2 separate regions of the Mus musculus genome follow, and region 2 is linked to region 1. The links are chromatin contacts, called in public Hi-C maps. All regions are on one chromosome and are shown on one strand. The core of a region is the stretch at or near the end of the contact, and the rest is flanking DNA. Distances in the headings are between cores, read along the strand shown.

Region 1 (3,090 bases), core at 75-2,574:
TCCCTCTTTGTTTGCTAGGGAGTGAACCAAGGGCTTCATGCATGGTAGGCAGTAGCTATTCCACTGAATTTCATCTCAGCCATAAGACTCCTCTACTAACCTTTAGCTTGACCCTGAGTTAGAAATATATTGAAGTGTTAGAAATGTCATGTCATGAAAATAACAGAGAAATACAGAAAAAAAATCTCACACATTCATATAAATGTATATCTCTAGATCTATTTAGGATTCATGGAGTTTGAAAAAAAAGTATTGCCAAGTATTACATATGTTACAAGCAAGGGACATATTTTTGAAGTTGAGAAAGTAGCTCTTTCTCTTAATGTAATTAATGGGAAAAACACAGCAGGAATCCTGTGGAGAATAAAGGGTCTAAGTTCTTACTGTTGTAATAGCTTCCAGCATCTGATGTCTAGTCTCTGGACAAACGGACATTAGAAAGCACTGTAAATAACTACATGCTTGCTTTTCTTTCTTCTGGCTTCACGGTTTTAGTTAGAATATTGGTTTTTGGGGTTAATTCCAATGGTTCAGACCATAATACAGACTTATTCTTCTGGAGGCTGTGGGAAATAATACTATAATAAAATCTTTGACAGTCTATTCTGTTATAAATGTAACACTAGCTTTTAAAAGAATGCTCTACTAAAAGTTATATCAACAAAAATACTATTACACACATACACACACATGTGCACGCACGTGCACACACCCGTGCCGCTTCAAACAATAGTTTTAATGATACTGAATTTCTCAATAAATTTTATTTACAATGACATAAGTGTGTTAATTAAAAACATAGAGAAACAATCAGTAAAAAGTGAATGAGCAGAGACAGGAAGAAAAATAAACTCTAGCCACAAATATTTGCTCATTGTGATACTTAAATCCTTAGCCCAGGAGATGAAATTTCAGTTTGTTTATAAGAACTAGCTAGTCCTTTCTCAGATGGCACAGTGGTTATCTGAATGTTTTTTCTATGAATGAAAACTTCATATTCCAGAGAATAGAATGACAAGGACTCATGTAGTCCCCTATCATGTTTCCGACTTTTATGGAATTGGCAATTTTTAGTGATGTTGGAAATATATACCTCACAAAGAAGTGTGGCTGTAGCATATTCTTTACAGAAAATCCTCTGGCAGTCGGGACTTCGCTTCTGCTTGTAGGAGACGCTGGGCTGGCTGGATCCTTCCTGGTTTCATTAGCATAGCCCAGCCCACTTCCACCACACGCCCAGAACTACCTCATTAACCATTGGGAATGCAGCCAAAAACATAAGACGACAGTGAATATAAAGGGAATTACTGGCAAGGGAGCTGTAACTATCTCACCACCGAACCTATTACTTTTCCAAGTTCAGAAAAGTATTACATGAACAGAAACCATTCCTTATTCAGATAAGAATTTAAGGTTTGAGTCTATAATTTTTATCTAGAATAATTAGCTGAACCACAGTAAGGCATACAGCTCAGTTGCATCCATTCGTGTTTCTGTTTCTCTCTCTCTCTCTCTCTCTCTCTCTCTCTCTCTCTCTCTCTCTCTCTCTCTCTCTCTCTCTCTCACATTTATTTTCTGGATAGCTTTGACATTGTAAACCACAGACGATTTGGAGCCTGGCATCGAAAGGAGGTGTTCTCCAACGATTTTTTTTTTTTCTCTCTCCCTTGCTTGAAGAAGTTGACTACTACAGGAGGGAATCTGAAAATCTGAAAAAATGACGGGAGCAAAGAGGAAAAAGAGAAGCGTGCTGTGGGGCAAGATGCACACCCCCCACCGAGAAGACATTAAGCAGTGGTGTAAGAGGCGCCTACCTATCTTGGAATGGGCACCGCAGTACAATCTGAAGGAAAACCTGCTTCCAGACACTGTGTCTGGGATAATGTTGGCAGTTCAACAGGTGGCACAAGGTAAGTGTGCATTTGGGTTTACAGTCTTCTGCAGAGTGGATGTCACTTTGCTTCTTGGATGGGGATTATGTTTGAGGGGTGACAGTGTAGCTAGTGAAGCAGACTTAATAAAATGGTTACTAATTTTAGGAAAATAAGCAGAGTAGATGTTTCTGTGTGTGATTTTCCTAATTGCTTTTAAAATTACTTGGCTTTTTTCTACCCCTGGCTAGGAGTTAAGCAATTAAGCAGTAACCCTTGAATGGAATTACATATTTTGCAATGTTAAATTTCATATTGGTTCAGAGTAATGGATCAGTGATTGTGAGAAATGAGCTTTTATGATTTCACTGTGCTGACATAATTTCCCACCTTCATCAAATCAAGCTATAAAACATTTCCTGTCCTGAATACAATTGCTCATGAGCCCAGTTAGCAGCACACAGTTACAGTTACCTGCTGTAGCCATGGGACTTGCTATAGCAGAGAACAAAGCTTTTTGTGCATGAAGGAGGCTTATTGCCAAGATCACTACTTGCAAAGCGAAGAATCCTGCATCCTCAGAGCTTGTGTGGACTGCACTGTGCGTGTTTAATTCTGAGGTGCAGTCCCCACAGAACTCGTGTCTCAGTGAGAAATATAACATGGTAAAACATCCCCAGAACAGATTTTTAAAAATGACACTCGTGTGTGTGTGTGTGTGTGTGTGTGTGTGTGTGTGTGTGTGTGTGTATGTGTACCTCCTTTCCTTAAAGGTATGTCCACACGAGTTTTGGCTGATTCAGGTAGTAATGTTCTACCTGTAGCCAGAAAAGGAACTGATTTCTCAACTTCCCAGCTTTAAAGGTTTGGAACAGCTTTCTTGGCAAAGACTCCTAGTGATTATATTTCCATGCAGTCTCACTACCTCCCTGGCTTTAACTATTATTTCTTCTGTTCAATTATAAGTATGCTTTTAATGAAATTATTCTGTAGCTGGAACAAACTGGTTTGTGAATTTGTGTTTTCAGTCTGATTAGGAACATCTGCATGGGTGGGGGGTTTAAGATCCACAGTGCTATCTTTATGGAATACAATTTTACTGCTTAACTCTGTGTTGTATTTTTAATGACCATTTTGCCAATAGCAAAAGTATAGTAATCTTTAAAAAATAAAAAAGTAATAACAGACCTGGGGCATCCCCAGCCTTTCTTTTATTTGA
Region 2 (2,881 bases), core at 280-2,779, 150 kb before region 1:
AAAAGGAAGAAGTCAAATTATTCTTATTTGCATAACATGATTCTATGCATAAAATATCCGTAATGACTGAGTCCACCAAAAACCTCTTAGACTCTGATAAATATGTACAGTGAAGGAAGCAATCGTCAATGAAGAGATAGCTTAATAGTAAATATACTTTATTAAGTACATCAACATGGGATAATGTCTAAAGTGTATAAAGAACTGTAAAATCAAACACCAAAACACCAAATCCAACCAGTAAATGGCTAATGACATGAACAGACACTTCTCAAAAGAACAAACAGAAACGGATGATAAATGTTTGGGAAGTCTTCAAAAAGTGTGGAAATTAAAGCTGTTTGGAAGTTCAGCTCACCTCGCCCCAAATGGCTCTCACCAAGAAAACAAATAAGACCAAATGCTAGCAAAGATGTTGTGGGGGAGATACCGATTCACTATTGGGAGTATAAAATGGTGTAGCCATTATGGAAATGCATATGGAGTGTGTTAAAGGTAAAAAACATAAACAGCATATGACTCAACTATATTACTACTTGATATATGCCTGCAAGATTGTAAATGAACACAGCCCAGAAGAATTGCACACCTACGGTGATTGCTGCGTTACTGACAATACGGAAAAAATTGAGCTACCCTGAGTGTCATCAACTGATGAATGGGTAAAGTGAATGTTTTACCAAGAAAGCAGCCGATAGATTCAACTAACAAGGGTCCATAGTGGTTCACAGAGCTGAACTGACAATCAGGGAAGCTGTGTGAGTCTGACTTAGGTCCCTTAGGTCCACATATATATTGTGGTTGTGTAGTTTTTGTGGAACACCTCAAAGAGGGAGTGGGGGCTGTCTCTGACTCCTTTGTTTGCTTTTAGAACACTTTTTCTTTGACTGTGTTCCCTCATCCAGCCTTCATATGAAGGGCTGTGCTAGTCTTACTGCAACATGATATGCCACGTTCCGTTGATATTTCTGGGAGGTCTGTCCTTTTCTGAAGTGAAAGGAGGAGGAGCGGATCTGGGCAAGAGGGGAGTTGGGGGTTGGAGTGGGGAGTCGAGGAAGGTCTAGGAGGAGTGGAGGGAGGGAGAAACTGTGGTTGGGATGTAATATATGAGAGAAAAATAAATTTAAAAAAGATACATGGTATATACACAATGAAATTTTATTTTCATGCTCATGACATTTTCAGAAACCCAAGTTAAACTAGAGATCATAAAGTGAAATGAACCAGCTTAAGAATGACAATTATCACCTTTTAGTTCCTCATGTAGAGTGTGTGTGTGTGTGTGTGTGTGTGTGTGTGTGTGTGGAGAGAGAGAGAGACAGAGAGAGAGAGAGAGAGAGAGAGAGAGAGAGACAGAGAGACAGAGAGACAGAGAGACAGAGAGACAGAGAGAGGAGAGAGAGGATCAAGCTGTAATGAGGGAACAGCTGAGGTTGGGGAGCCGGTAATAAAATACATGTGTATGTGGGCAGGACTTCCCAAGGATGGGAGGAGCTGGGGGGAGGGGGATTTTGCTGACACAGAGGCCTGCAGAGGAGATTAGGAATAGTGGAGGGGAGGGAGGGAGTAGACAGGATAGTGGATAGTCAGGGCACTCTTACAGCTCGCATCAGGCGCTTCTTTATACAGATTTCATAGAACACAGGCAGAGTGATGATTGTCCAAATGGTACAGATACGTGTTTGATTTCTTACTACATGTCCAGGGTTACACGTTTAGTTCCAGTTAGAAAATATAAACAGGACAGACTTTATTCTTACTATCAGCCCTACAACTCCAATTTAAAGAATCCAAAGAATGTCTCCTCCAAAGCCAACACATTTGCTATGTGACAGCCTGCTTTTAGTCTGGCAGTGTTTGCAGTTTTAGAGCACTCCACACAAACAGAGAACATCTGAACCAGTCTTTCTATGAATAGCAACTACGAACACACAACTCTTCTACTATATGTTTCATCATCTATGTTATAAAGTAGGAAACGTTTATTTTAGTTAATCTATCTTATTGACTGAGTTTTAGTCCTCCAGGGGTGTACCGTGTATCACATCCCTACCTTTCAACTACATTTTCACAGAGCTCCAAGCCTATAATAAAAACAGGCCTTGAAGCTGTAACCTACTCTACTGTCCAGTCAGTTTGTCAGTTGTCTCTGTTTACCCTGCACCAATTACACTTCTTGAGTTTACTCAGGGTCAGATACCCCAAGAAGATTCCTGGAGTGATGACCTCATCTAGCTGTGCGCTTCCCTGCCTTTACTCATTTCCAGGGCACAAGGGAGACTTCCAAATAGTGGCCAGATAAACTTCAATTAAGGATTCTCCTTAAAAGACTCAGACATCATTTTTCTCAGCAAAAGACATAAAATGAGTCACAATGCAGAAAGTCCCCAAGAGTGCAACACACAGAGACAGAAACCCAAAAGTGAGAGACAGAAGGACAGCTGTTGTAGCATCCGGCTTAGCCTTGCTCAAATGATCTGACCATTTCCAGTGGATATGGCTATGCCATGCACGTAATATAGACGCAGAAGGGAGGCTGTGCTGGAGGAGGAGACAGCAAGAGAGGGATAGAGAAGAAAAGGGAGGACTGTGGGAAGGAGGAAGAATGAGAATTAATTAATATGACACATGTGCATGAAAATGCCATAATGAAACACATTACATTATGTGCCAGCTAAAGAAAATGGATAGAAATATCATCTCTGTGTTTTCTTAGGTTATGTAGATGTCAGCAAACTTACTGCTTTTCCCATTTGGAGATAGATAATGTACAAATACCTTATATTTCTCTATGTTTGCAGTTGACGTTACTAAACCTGGGAAACAACCATTTACAAGAAGTTCCTGAAGAGATAAAATATCTTACCTCCCTGAAGAATCT

The links. A called contact is a pair of places that touch in the nucleus more often than the background predicts.
Region 2: a contact with region 1 is called in a Hi-C map of uterus, with 1.8 times the contacts expected there. The contact joins the enhancer-like site here to the promoter of Slc26a7 in region 1. A contact is called at or near these places in 2 of 39 promoter capture datasets (embryonic stem cells and trophoblast stem cells), 1 of 484 Hi-C or Micro-C datasets (uterus) and 1 of 9 other capture datasets (liver).

The regions. Positions count from the first base shown.
Region 1 is chr4:14,620,012-14,623,101 of GRCm38.p6, reverse strand. It overlaps Slc26a7 (solute carrier family 26, member 7), which reads left to right and starts at 1,324. Exons shown (of 19, transcript NM_145947.2): 1 at 1,324-1,413; 2 at 1,678-1,910. The coding sequence starts at 1,718.
Region 2 is chr4:14,775,004-14,777,884 of GRCm38.p6, reverse strand. Lrrc69 (leucine rich repeat containing 69) reads left to right here. Exons shown (of 8, transcript NM_028499.2): 2 at 2,802-2,881. Among named protein-coding and RNA genes, the nearest start is that of Lrrc69, 20 kb to the left of the region's middle. Within about 2 kb of position 1,529, at least 53 of the 459 cell types and tissues checked have an H3K27ac peak or open chromatin away from gene starts, as enhancers often do. A contact at or near this core is called in uterus, where this site is marked.